Regions from separate parts of the Mus musculus genome. Here region 2 is linked to region 1. A link is a contact called in public HiChIP or PLAC-seq data. All regions are on one chromosome and are shown on one strand. The core of a region is the stretch at or near the end of the contact, and the rest is flanking DNA. Distances in the headings are between cores, read along the strand shown. Region 1 holds the start of 1700017G19Rik (RIKEN cDNA 1700017G19 gene). Region 2 overlaps Hspa4l (heat shock protein 4 like).

The links. HiChIP or PLAC-seq counts read pairs in DNA pulled down with a chosen protein or histone mark.
Region 2: a contact with region 1 is called in a BATF HiChIP or PLAC-seq map of CD8 T cells, with 5 read pairs. The contact joins the enhancer-like site here to the promoter of 1700017G19Rik in region 1. A contact is called at or near these places in 20 of 39 promoter capture datasets (the C10 cell line, the HPC-7 cell line, HPC-7-derived erythroid cells and 13 more), 1 of 15 datasets of contacts at CTCF or cohesin (large pre-B cells), 31 of 484 Hi-C or Micro-C datasets (the AML12 cell line, the C2C12 cell line, the G1E-ER4 cell line and 21 more), 12 of 115 datasets of contacts at active chromatin or transcription factors (CD8 T cells, bone marrow-derived macrophages, craniofacial prominence and 9 more) and 4 of 9 other capture datasets (adipose tissue, liver, macrophages and 1 more).

The regions. Positions count from the first base shown.
Region 1 is chr3:40,519,145-40,525,516 of GRCm38.p6, forward strand. 1700017G19Rik (RIKEN cDNA 1700017G19 gene) reads right to left here and starts at 3,768. Exons shown (of 6, transcript NR_040445.1): 1 at 3,471-3,768; 2 at 2,242-2,376.
Region 2 is chr3:40,756,937-40,763,742 of GRCm38.p6, forward strand. Hspa4l (heat shock protein 4 like) reads left to right here. Exons shown (of 19, transcript NM_011020.3): 4 at 65-187; 5 at 3,428-3,527; 6 at 3,846-3,979. Among named protein-coding and RNA genes, the nearest start is that of Hspa4l, 15 kb to the left of the region's middle. Within about 2 kb of position 4,610, at least 39 of the 459 cell types and tissues checked have an H3K27ac peak or open chromatin away from gene starts, as enhancers often do. A contact at or near this core is called in the C2C12 cell line, CD8 T cells, Th1 cells and 1 more, where this site is marked.

The sequences.
Region 1 (6,372 bases), core at 2,518-5,017:
AACTTGGAACTATCCTAAAGTGGTGCACACAACTTCTCTGTGCAATCTCATCCGCAATTCCAAAATCCAGTCTACAGACTCTGGAAATTCTAATAAAGGGTATGCAGGAGTAATTTTCTGTTATGGTGTCTTAGAGCTTTTGTGTTACTTCAGTATAAAATAAGTAAATTAGGCTGAGAAGTTATTATCTTTACATAAAAGAATCCCTGTAAATCCAAGACCTTTGTTCTTCCTTAAAAGGGCATCAGGCTAGTTCCAGATCCCTGCCTTAATTCCTGATATTGGCATGACTCAAGAATGCAAGGGACTTGGATGGCTTTACAAACTGGCTGGCAAACACAATCTGAAGATTAGATGGCTTCATAGAACTAAAAGTTCCATGGCCCGGCATAATGCTTTTGAATTTATAGCCAGCAATTTTAGAACATTGATTTTCCTGCTACAGGAAGCTTACATATATTTTTTTCTTAGAATTTTAACATAAGTAATATGTTAGAAACATCAGTAGCAGTGTAGTGATCCAAGAGACCAGAGGAGACACAGATGAAGCGGTCTAAATGAATGCCCTACCATACACAGGGGGCTGGGTGGGTCCACAACACTGATCTGGAATGTTGCTGATGTCAGCATTAAGCCAGGAGGCATGTTTCAGTGTGTGGAAGACATAGCATAGTCAGTAAACATCAGTTTGGCGACCCCACCTCCCACTACCACCTCCCACCACCACCCCCACCCCCCACGCTCACTCCCTCAAAGAAAAACCTCAATTTATGCACCTCCAACTTTTGGTTTGGAAAGTTTTGGTTTTGCTTTAAGATGGAGACTTGTTCTGTTGCCCAGTCCAGTCTCAAATCATCCTCCTGCCTCAGCCGAATAGGACAGCAGATTCCCGACATGTTCTCCTGAACAACCCAAGTGACGTTCTTTTGACCTGGTTTGGAATGCTAGCAGGTTGACCTCCATTTATGTCTACCCTTAGCCCTATCATGGTGCTGTGTCTACAGAGTTAGGAAACAGGTTATAACGCAGCCAAGTGAGGAACGCAGTGGATGTGTGGTAGATGATCTGTAAACAGATATCCCATACACAAAAGCATGGAACCCAAGAGCCGTGAACGCTTCATAGTACTGTCCTTTCAACCATTAGCCTGAGATGTCCCATCAGATAAAACCGAAGGGTTCATGTCCACTGTTCTCCAGATCCTTGTCAGAGAGAATCCTCCTTGCCTTTCTCTTGGGGCTCTCTGTGGCCTCCACCCTCTGCACCAGCCAGACTGGCATTCCTCAGGAGAGCGCTCACCTCAAAGTGGGGAGCTGTCGAATGAGCTGTACCTGTCCTCAGAAATGAAAGCACTCGCTGACAGAACTCAAATACCCAGATGACAATTTCTTGAGTTACACAGCCTGTCTTGAAATTTACCTGACTTCCATTAGATTTTCACCTAATGTGAAAAATTAGTTTCCGAAGGCCGGGAAGGATATGTTCATATCATAGCTACCCAACTTAGAGAAAAAAATGTATGTAAAAGCACAAAAATTTAGGGATAAAAATATGAAGAAAACCATCATTTCCTCAGCTTTGTTAAGCCATGGCATTTTAGGTTTTTGAGAAGAGCGATGAATGCCCTCTAGTGTTTGTTGGAATACATGTTTGAAGAAGAGAAAGATAAATTGTCTGTTAAAATAAGAGTTCAAAAGGACTTAAAAATTGCCAGACTCACACCTTTAATCCCAGTGCATGGGAGGCTGAGGCAGGAGGATCAGCAGTAGAAGGCTAGCCTGGGCTAATGAGTTACAAGAGGGCATAGGCTATGAAGTGAGGCTGTCTCAAAAGCAAAAAAATAAGTAGATAACTCATACATAATAAAATTTGAATAACTAAAGTGTTTTACACATTATAGTATATTGCTTAAATAATAGATATCACAGTATTATATGATCAGAGAGGTGAAGATCAAAGTGGTGAAGATCAGAGAAGTACCTGTAAATTTTTTGGATATACATAGTGTGCCCATGTGGCCTCCTTTCCAGCTAATAACACCCTAAAGCAGTTGCAAGAGTCATTCTCAAAGACGCAACATACAATTTGTCTCAAGAGCCACTCCTGTGTGTGCCTACAAAGAGCTTCTATTTCTACAATATAAACTCCATTTGCACATGCATCCAGTGCCCCTGAGGAGTGAGTGCCCTTGTTGGTAATGGCCCTTCTGGAGAAAGAAAACAGGAAACGGATATAATTTACCTGGGAAGGTGCCAAACTGCAGTGCTCCAGTGTGTCTGCCGTAACTCTCTACATACCAGCAATCATTCCAAGAAGTCGTGGAAAGAATAAGAACCATCCGGCTGTTCATCTTCTGTAGAACTGACACTCCACAATCTGAGGACCAAGGAATGGGCACAGAAGACAACCTTGGCCAGACTCTAACCCAGGAATACGAAGCTTGGACCAAACGGGGGGGGGGGGGGGGAATGGTGTTCCTCAGATGACCTGAGCTGACTCCCTGTACCCACCCAAGCCCTGTGCATTCCTGAGCGTCTCAGATTGTCACTCTCTTCTTGCTTAGATTAAGCAGAGTGCAATATCAAGTATTTCATAGTAACGTCATATGTTTCAGGATTGCATAAGACATAAAGAAGAGTTGGGCGCTATCATTTTATGTTTTAATTACAAATGAATAAGTCAGGCAGGATATAATATCAAGATTATAGTCTTAAAATATAATTTGTAGAGACAAATTAACAGGTTTTTTTAAAAAAAAAAAAAGGACTGAAAGAACACCAAAAATTCTATTGGAGAAAAAAATGTTATTTATTGCTTGTCTACAAAGATGTCCGCTTTCATCCCCTGCTTCCGCAGTCAGGCAGTACCAAATGACCTTCCTTTACCCCTGTTTTTCTGCTTCCTACAGGTCAGGCACTCAAATTAACTCATAGTTATTCTGTCTTAACCTTTGAAGTGTAATTAAATAACATGATTTTTATTAGTAAATAATCCACATAATTTACAGAGCAGGAGGAAAGGAAAGTCAATATTTCTATTTAAATAATTGATTCAGAATATTTCAAAGACATCTCTGAGTCAGGCTCATACCTGTAAGCCCAACACCTAGGGGTAGAAACAGAAGGAATAGGAGGTCAAGCCCAGCTATGTAGCAAGTTCAAAGCCAGTGTTGCCTGCAGAGGTGGGGGATGGGGTGGGGGTATTGGGGTGAGGGGTGGAGGTGTGAGGGAGTGGGGTGCAAATAATTCCTAATAAAAGATTAAGATGCCTAATTGTTTTCTTTAGCAGATAATTTCATAAAAATAAAGTTAGCAATAATAATAAAACCTCAGTAGACAAATGTGCTTCGTTTTAAATGTTCTCAAGTGGGTTTTGGGGGGAAGGGGATGTTTTGTTTTGCCTTCAATCTAAGATGGATATTTGTTTCTCTGCCAGATACAGAAACAAGCTAAAGAAGGCATGTGACTCACCCAGGTTTGAGGTCACCCAGCAGCAAGGCAGAGGCTCTCTCTGAACTCTCCACCCCCTTGCTGTGTTGTTTGTTTCCTTTCTGCCTCTGCCTCTCGACCTTATTTTCCTAGGGTCCTGGCACCATGTGGTGTCAGGGGACAAGCAAGAGTGCGGTAGACCGTTCTGCAGTTTTTAAAGCTGTAACTACCGTGGCTTTTCTGTCAAGAACCATAAACCTTCTTCTGCCCCGGCACAACACGGACAGTCCTCAGTGGCGGTACAATAGCATGCTTCCCATTTCAGTGATAAAAGTCCAACGAATCTGTCTCCCTAGAGGAACTGGCCCTTATGCTTAAACGTAACAATCAACATGATGCGTTGTGCGTTTACGGAGATGACACCCATGGCTCTTCACAGAAGTGTGATTCTAGAAGGGGATTTGACTTGACGCATCGCACCGTCAGGGTTATACAAAAGCCATCGTGGCTGCAGTGACGTAAGGCAGAGGCTACGTCAGAAGTACTGCCTGTGATCTTGGAGCTTCTGAGCCCACCGGTATTCTAGAACACCTGCCCTTTCAGCACTAGGTACTGATAACAAGGTAGTCCAAATCCTAGAATCTAAGTCTCCTGTCTCCACATCCTCACTTTCCATGAGACTTTCAGATGGGATCTCAAGATAGTCTTAGAGAAGCAGGCACCAAAGCAGAGTCGAATATACAAGGATTCTGTAAAGGGAAATGTTTGCATGAAAAGAAGGAACTAAAAGTCCAGGACAGCTGTCCTAAGTGGACAGAGTCCATCTTTCCCCCAGGGTGCGGTCTATCTCAGCCCTCCTGTGCTAGGTCAGCAGCCTAGGGGAGGCGTGACCTCACCAGGAGCCAAAGAAAGTAGGGATTTCACCCCTACTGTCCGTCCGGTGTAATTTCCCCATCACACGCAGTGTGCAGGGAAGGTGTGAAAGAGAAGTCTCTAGAACCTTCCAGTATTAAAACAAGACACTTCCCCCCCCCCAAAAAAATAGATAATCGTAAGATGGACTAATTCCATATGATTCAGGAGCTGCATCAACAGCTTTGCTGTAGAGGATTCCAAATCAGCAAATACAAATTGGACATTACTTCTGAAAACCACAAGGTGGCGCTCTTTTGCTTTTTTTAAACCTAAAAGGGGATTTTTCTTTCTTTCTTTCTTTCTTTCTTTCTTTCTTTCTTTCTTTCTTTCTTTCTTTCTTTCTTCCTTCCTTCCTTCCTTCCTTCCTTCCTTTCGTCCTTTCTTAATTTAACATGGGTTATGCTGATTGTTTGAAATCTCTTAAATCATCTTTTAAAATCACCTGAATGATTTCACATCGTATTTACAAACTACTTGTAAACCTGATTTTTCTCCCAGTTATCACAGACTGATCAAATTGCAATGCTATTTTTTAAAAAAGCCACCAAGACAAAATAAACAATTAAATCACTAAAATAAAGTCAAAGATAAATTGCTTTTTAAATTAAATTTTTAGGTTGGCATGAAAAGTGGTGGGTTTCAGATCTTCAAGCTTTTTAAGGGAGGCACTTTTTCAATTGCATTGTCTCCCCAGCCCAAAAACAGTATTCTTAACAACCTTTCTGTGCCCACTCCCCAAAGAAGGCAGCACACAAAACACACACTGCAGCCCATGGCCTGGACCAGGAGAAGGAATGTGTTAGGAGGAGGATGGTTTGTGCTGTGCTTTACGGCGCTTTCATTATGATCCCAGGGAAAGATCTTTAAAAGAATATTGTAATAAAAATGCCTAAATATAAGAATAAAATCAGTGACACCAGTGAGAGACCTGCTAAGGATGGAGTTAGAAATCCAGTTTTTACTTTCAGCTGGTATTTAATGATTGCACAGACCACGGGACACAGTGTGAGATGATGCATGCGTGTCCTCATCTGTTTCTTGTCGCTGAGACAGAGTACTGACGGGATGAACTAGGGAAGGAAGGGTCTCGGGAGCCTCAGCAAGAGAATCTAACAGCTGATGCAGTCTAGGAGATAGAAAAGACCCTGCCATGAAGCTACACTCCACCTGACCCGAGACGCCACAGAAGGGGAGTGTGGAACAAAATTAAAATTAAATTAAAATTTTAAAACAAGGTTTTAAGGAGGAGTTTGCTTTTACAGAGAATGGCAGGTGAGAGAGGATGTCAAATTCTAAACGTTGTGTTTTCAGCCTAGCTAGGGGAAAGGTGAATAACGTAGTCTGCTCTCTGCTCTGTGAGGAACACTACGAACAGGAGCAACTTGGAAAGGGTTTATTTGGCTTGCAGGTTTCAGTCTGTCATCCAGGTAAGTCGAACTCGGGACAGGAACCTGGAGGCAAGAGCTGAAGTAGAAACCACAGACACACCGCTTACTAGCTTGCTTTCCTAGGTTGGCTCAGCCTGCCTTCTCTTACTACCCAGGCTCATTACCCAGGGATGACGTCACCCACAGTGGGATGGGTCCTCCCGGTGGGCCCTCCCACATCCATCTGTAACCAAGAAAATACCCTACAGACATGCATACAGGCCAATCTGATGGAAGTTATTTCTCAGTTGAGGTTCCTCTTCCAAGGTAACGCTAGGTAGTATGAAATTGCCAAAAAATAATCAAGACAGTGATCATAAAAGATCAGAGGAGTTTGTGAGAACCGAGTTGCCGAAGGTCTTCCAACAAAACTAAGAAGTCTTCGTTTCCTCCAAGAACCATGGAAAAACTCCATGCTGTGAGTTAAACAGATGCAATAGCTAACTTATGAGTGCTCACTATCCAAAGGAACAACATGTTGAAAAATCAGGAATATCCAAGCAAGATAAACAGATTTGACAAGATTCATTTGATTTTTGTTATCCATTATGGGTGGGGAGATGGCTCAGCGTTTAAGACACATGATGATGGCTCACAAGCAT
Region 2 (6,806 bases), core at 3,360-5,859, 240 kb after region 1:
TAGATGACGCTAAGGCACATGCTGTGTGAGTGGGTGACTCTCAGCATGTCAATCTTGGTTGTAGGTGCGGTACCTGGAAGAAGAGCGGCCCTTTGCAATTGAGCAAGTCACTGGGATGTTGCTGGCTAAGCTTAAAGAGACCTCAGAAAATGCTCTGAAGAAGCCAGTGGCTGACTGTGTGATCTCGGTGAGCAGCAGTACATTGATGTCAATAAAAAAGGGGGGTTCTCTTTGTAATTTCTCCCTTTGGCCAGAAAATAACTTATATTTCCTTTTCTTTGTTAAAAGCTGCCTTATTTGGTAAAGTTTAGAATTGTATCAAGTCGGTTCTGATAATCAGCAAACCTTCAAAGCCCATTGTGTTTTATTATTTTAGTGGCTGCTGCCACTGACACGTGTGAGATTCTTCCTAAGGGACAAGTGAGAAGACTTAGGAGGTGAAAGCACTTGCCACCAAGACAGAGGCCATGAGTTTGGTCCCCAGAGTGCGCATGGTGACAGAGAGACCTAATTCCTGAGGGCTGTCCTCTAATCCTGCCTTTGTGCCTCCTCCCACACATGTACACACCCAAATCCGTATGAAGATACACACTAAATGAATGTAACTTTAAAAATCTTTTTAAAAGATAATCTTCCTAAATAGATTTTAACTTCCCAACTTTAAATACATTAATGTTTTAGGGAAAAAATTAAAAATTCAGAGTTAGTGATGTGAGGTTACAGGTGGGAATTTGAAGTTATAGATACTCTGTCTCAGGAAAAAAACAGATATTTAAGAATCCTTTTTTATCCCCACCAACCCCACCCCTTTTTAAGAATTCTTTTTTAAGGACCTTAATAAAATATTTATCTACCATAGCTTCTCTTGAAATCTCATTGAATAATGTTAACTACCTTTTAACTTACATGTTTTAACTTAATGTAAATATATTAAAGTTGACTACACATAAGTTGAAGAGTTTCATATCAGAAAAAAGAATTAGATTATGAACTGTTCAGTAAACATAACCATCAAATATCCTCATTACTTGAATTCAATTTGAAAGAAATGTTACAGCGTGGTATTTTACTTTGTGAACATTTATAAATAGCAGTTAGTAGTGTTGATCATTGACTAGGCACTGTAGTAGTTTATGTGTATTAACACATTTAGTAAACCTCAGAGATTCCCTCATACGGGTAGACTATTACATCCTAGTTTTCATATTGAGAAATGTAAGGTAATTCATTTCCAAGAGTGTGCTTGCAGTGTTACCACTTTGAATATGTTTAAGATTGGTACAGGTGTCCTAAAGTCTGTCTGTCATAGTCATTGGCATTATGAAGACAGGTCTAGTCTGTGAGTTACTATAACAGCTACAAAAACATGTGTTTTATAAATTACCCCATGAGTATTCTATGAACCATACATATTCATTCACTTATAGATTTTTAAGGAGAAGAATACTGATATCCAGGACAAACAAAATAGGCATCAAACGCAACACAACCAAACTAAAGACTGCTGACTTAAAACTTAAAACTTATGCTGAGCATGATGTCATGTGCCTTTAATCTCAGGACCCAGGAGGCAGAGCCTGGCAGATCTCTGCATTAAAGGCCAGCTTGATTTATATAGTGAGTTCTAGGATAGCCAATATATATATAGTGAAAACCTGTCTAAAAAAAAAAAAAAAAAAAAAAAAAAACCAGCAAACAAATTGCTTAAGTTGGGGGCAATGGGATGGCTCAGTGAGGCAAGGCACTTGCCACTCAAACCTGGGGCCATGCATTCAGCCCTCTGAACCCATGTGAAGGTGAAAGAAGAGAGCTGCTTCCACAGGCTGTCCTCTGACTTTTATAAAAACACTATGATGTTGTACAACCCCCACATACACATCCTAATGAGAGAAACAGTGAGATGGGTATTGTAACTTATACCAAGAATCCCAGCAACCTTGAGGTTATCAAGGCACTGAGTTCTTTTGTACATTAAAATATTCAATAATTTTTTTAAATTTTGGGCTAAATTAAAGTATTTCTTATCTTGACATAAGTAAGAATAAGCAAGTATATATTTTAAACTGGATGTTAACATTTTAGTTTAAACACAGTATTTTTGATGGTTATAAAATAGGTTTTTTCATAGTTTACTATAATATATATTTTCCCTCCTTGGAAACACTTGGATTTCATCTTCTTTCTGTATATACATTTCACAGAAATGAAATTATGCTCTCCATAGCATTTTTTGTTGTTGTGTGTGTGTACCTGCTTGTCTATGTGTGTGCCATGTGTGTGTCATGCCATAGAGGCCAAAAGAGGGCCTCAAATTTTTTGGAACTGGAGTTACAGGGAGTTCTGCCTGATCTGGGTACTGAGAACAGAACTCTAGTACTCTTCAGGAACAGCATGTGCTGTTAACCAACAAGCCATCTCTCCAGCCCCTGCAAGGCTTGGCTTTGCTCTGCTCTGCTCTGCTCTGCTTCTCTCCTCTCCTCTCCTCTCCTCTCCTCTCCTCTCCTCTCCTCTCCTCTCCTCTCCTCTCCTCTCCTCTCCTTTCTTTTTCTTTCCTTTTTTTTTTTTTAGCATAATATACTATTTCGTGGCAATAGAGATCTAGCTGATCTTAGCTATATAGGATTCTACTATATGGATATACTATATTAGATATACCTAACCTTATTTCAGTATAGTCTTAGGGCTTCAGTTTACTATTATTAAATATGGACTAGTATTAAATTAACTTATTTTAGGTGGTTTTTTTTTAGATGAATTCTTACTATGTAGTAGTGTAGTAGCCCTGAATGACCTGAAATTCACTCACCTCAAACTCAGAGATCCTCCTGCCTCTACTTCCCAAGTGTTGGGATTAAAGGTGTATGCCACCTTCCTAAATAGTCTAACATATTAGTCAAGCTTTCAGTACTGTATCAAAATAATGGAGACAGCGTACCTTTGTTACAAAACTGGTTTATTTAGCTCATAGTTCTGAAGGATGAATATTAATAATGGGCAATTCTATTAGTTTGTCCTGTAGTGAGGACATTACAGCATCGTTGGCAAGAATATGTATGAAGAAAAGACCAGACTGCCACACAAGAGTCCAGACAGAAGTGGAGTCCATCATTCCTTTCTAGACCAATACCTCTCAGTTCCCTTAAGCATCTTTAACTAAGTCTACCTCCACAAGGGTCACACTAATGAGCCTTAGAGAGAGCAAGCTAAAGTGCAGCAAACAGACTAACACTGCTTCTTTGAGGCAAACAAAACTGGTGGTCTGCCATACTAATCGCATTTGTGTTCACACTCCAAATCCAGTCTGCATGGCGTAGAAAGTATCCAATTTAAGAATCCACTCTAGCATTTGATGTTGATTTAAAGTCGCATGTTTTCCTGCAGTTACTATTAAGTCTGTGGCGCAGTAACTTATGACTGTTCTTGCCAGATCCCGAGCTTTTTCACCGACGCAGAGAGAAGATCCGTGATGGCCGCAGCCCAGGTTGCAGGCCTAAACTGTCTGAGGCTGATGAATGAAACCACTGCAGGTTGGTGATGGCTACCTTAAAGAGTTAGCATTTTCTATCTACAACTCTTGTATTATTTGTACAAACTCTTGTATTATTTATAATTTGTTGTTTTGGAATACAGAGTTTGAATTCATATTTGAACTTGAAGAGCCGTTACTGCTGTAACTTTTCAGATGAGTCACGAAAATAAAACACTTAAGTAATTTATGAAAAGTTATTGTAGGTTGAATCTATATTTTACCATACTGTATATTAGAGTACCGTGTAAAAATGACTTTTCTTTGTCTTGTTCTCCAAAGCTATACAACATTTAACTTAATATTTGTTCTCACACAGTTGCACTGGCATATGGAATTTATAAGCAGGATCTTCCCTCATTAGATGAGAAACCAAGGAATGTTGTGTTTATCGACATGGGACATTCTGCCTACCAGGTCTCTGTTTGTGCTTTTAACAAAGGAAAACTGAAAGTAAGTAGCTCAGTTACTTTCTATTTATAACTGTGACGAGTGAGAGCACATAGTATATAAAGCCCTTAACAAGTGGACTGAAAGTCTTAGTCTGCCTCTTAAAAGCATAACCATCAAGGCAGGACTGGAGAGATGGCTCAGCAATGAAGAGCACTTGCTACTCTTGCAGAAGATCCAGGTTCAGTTTCTAGCACCCATAGGTGGGCCACAACCACCAGAAACCGGTGGCAGGAGATCTGACCTCGTCTTCTGATTTCTGAGTATAGTAAGTATGCACATGGTGCACAGACATACATGCAGACAAAACATAAATACATCAAAATAAATCTAAACATTCTCATTATATATATTCATATAATATATATAATATATTCATATAATTTTCATATATATACACATACATATTCATATACATGCATACATACATACATACATAATACACATCAACAACAACAAAAAGAATGACCGTCAGCAAGTTTCTTAACTTTGCTCTTACTGATGAAAACCTCCTAGAAGCTGGTTTTGTTTTTTTAATGAACCCTAGCACTCACTTCTCAAGTATGAGTAAAGGAGGGCGTTCCAGGAGCATAGGTGACTCAGTGGCAGCTGCAGCACTATGAAGCCCACAGCAGTGTGATGACTCATAGCAGCTACATCCCTGCAACCTGCTGCTGCAGAGACCTGTGAGCTGCCAGGCCTGTGGGAGAGTCCCCTGGGGTCTCTGTAGCTATGTAGTGCTTGCAATCTGTCTGTCTGTGAGTACTATGTGTCTGTGCTGTTCTGTGTCTGCCATCTGTCCAGATGCATAGCCTTGTGGTACTACCTCCATAGTACTATAATGGAATCCTTAGAATCACAAAATGAAAGGAAATGCCATCGTTGAAATTATAGGTAGTTTTGTATAAGTGGCCGTACGTAATTCTTGGCCTCTAGTCTTGAATTTTAACTTATTAACAAAGGTGGATTTTTCTTTTTTTCTCTCTCTAACTAAATTTAAGTATATTCATCTATACTTTTTCATCAGTGAGTCTTGTTGAAGTCTGATAAATGTAGTGGCCCAACAGCCCTGATTCTCAGTTGAATACACACATCACTACATGGAAGGATGCTTTTGCATTTCATGCTGGGCAGCCCTGTACCCTGTGGATATTCTGTATTCATGGAGTGTGTGTGAGTCTGTTGGAAAATTAGCACCACTTGTTCTTGCATCGTAGTGTGGTGTCCCCTCAAGAAGAAACTACTGAAGAGCCATGCCTGCAGAGTAGTGACTCCCTAATCATGGGATTATGACTGTTTTCTCATTTCTTGGAGAGAAGGGTTAGATATCCTGGAGATCTCTGACTTATGACCTATAGACAGCTGCCCAGCTGCCAGCTCTAGTCTTGTGGGAAGGGTGTTATTTCTTGTGTATTCTTTTGTTCTGTATTGTTATAAAAGTAAAGTAGGTTTTTTTTTAAAAAAATTATAACCAAAAGGCTTAAATTCTAGCCTGGAAATTGACTGATTACATATAATTCTGCAGATTTGCTCTTGGATCTCTTTTCTTGTATGCTTTGCTCTTGTCTGCACTCTTAGAACTGCTGTTTGTTCTTAATTTTCATTTGGGGTTCATATGTTAGAGAACCACTGAATGTGAATTCATGAAATTTTCATTGTCACTCAGTTATTTCAGAAAGAACTGTTCTTCTAATGTGACATGGTGTGTGACAATAGAGCAGGTAGCAAAGAGCAGAGAACTAATTGAGCCAGGTACGAAGGATAATTTAACAAAATATTTGGCATCCAATGATTGACGGGTTCTTTTGGCCTTTACTTTCACAATTTTAGAAGTTTGTTTCTTTGTTTATTTTTTATTTTGTTTTATTTTTTTATTTGTGGTGGTTTGAATACAAGTGTTTCTCAATAGGTTCATATGTTTAAATACTTGGTCTCCAGTTGGTGGAACTATTTGGGAAGGATTAGGAATTGTGACTTTGTTGGAGGAGGTTTGTCAATTAAGGATGAACTTTGAGGTTTCAAAACCTGTTATTCCTAATTTGTGTGTTCCCTCCTCCAACCCCCTTTTTCTCTCTCTTCCCCGTCCCTCATAATTGTGAATCAGAATCTAAGTTCTTACCTATTACTGGCTACCTGCTACCAAGGTAGCAGATGGGTGCTATGATAGTGGTATGGTCTCTAGCCACAAATTAAACGTTTTCTACATTGCCTTGGTCACAGTGTTTAACCACCACAATAGAGAAGTAACTAAGACAGAAGTTGATACCAGAGTGAATTTGCCGGGGGCCAGGCTCTGTGGGTCTTCTTTGTTGTTCTTGGTTCTTCTTGAAACAATGAAGATGAGATATTTAGGTTGCTGTATAATAAAACATTTACTTATCTAAGTCTAAGTTACTTTGCTACTGTAGCTGAGCTGTCTGAGTCCTTTGAGGCCAGAAAGGCCCTTTGAGGTACTAAACTGCATTTAGTACCTCATCATGTAACAGCAGGGTATTAAGTAAAGGATTAATTGCTAGAGCCTTTTCCCTTTTATCCAGATGACTCTGGCTTGTTAGACTACAGGGAAGTTTGGAACACTAAACTTGTATTGACCCAGAAGAGAATCACGCTCACAAAAGAAAAAACTTTTACACAAGTAAATATGGATTAAACTCACATAAATTCACATACAGATTCATGCTTACATATTTCAAAAATCCCCATTCGAACCATTTGGGTCCAGCTTTCATGCAATCTCACAATTACATACTTACACACACACACATACATACATACTGACATATGTATATAGAGCAAAACACTGAGTGCCAGTGCAGAAAGAACTCACTCA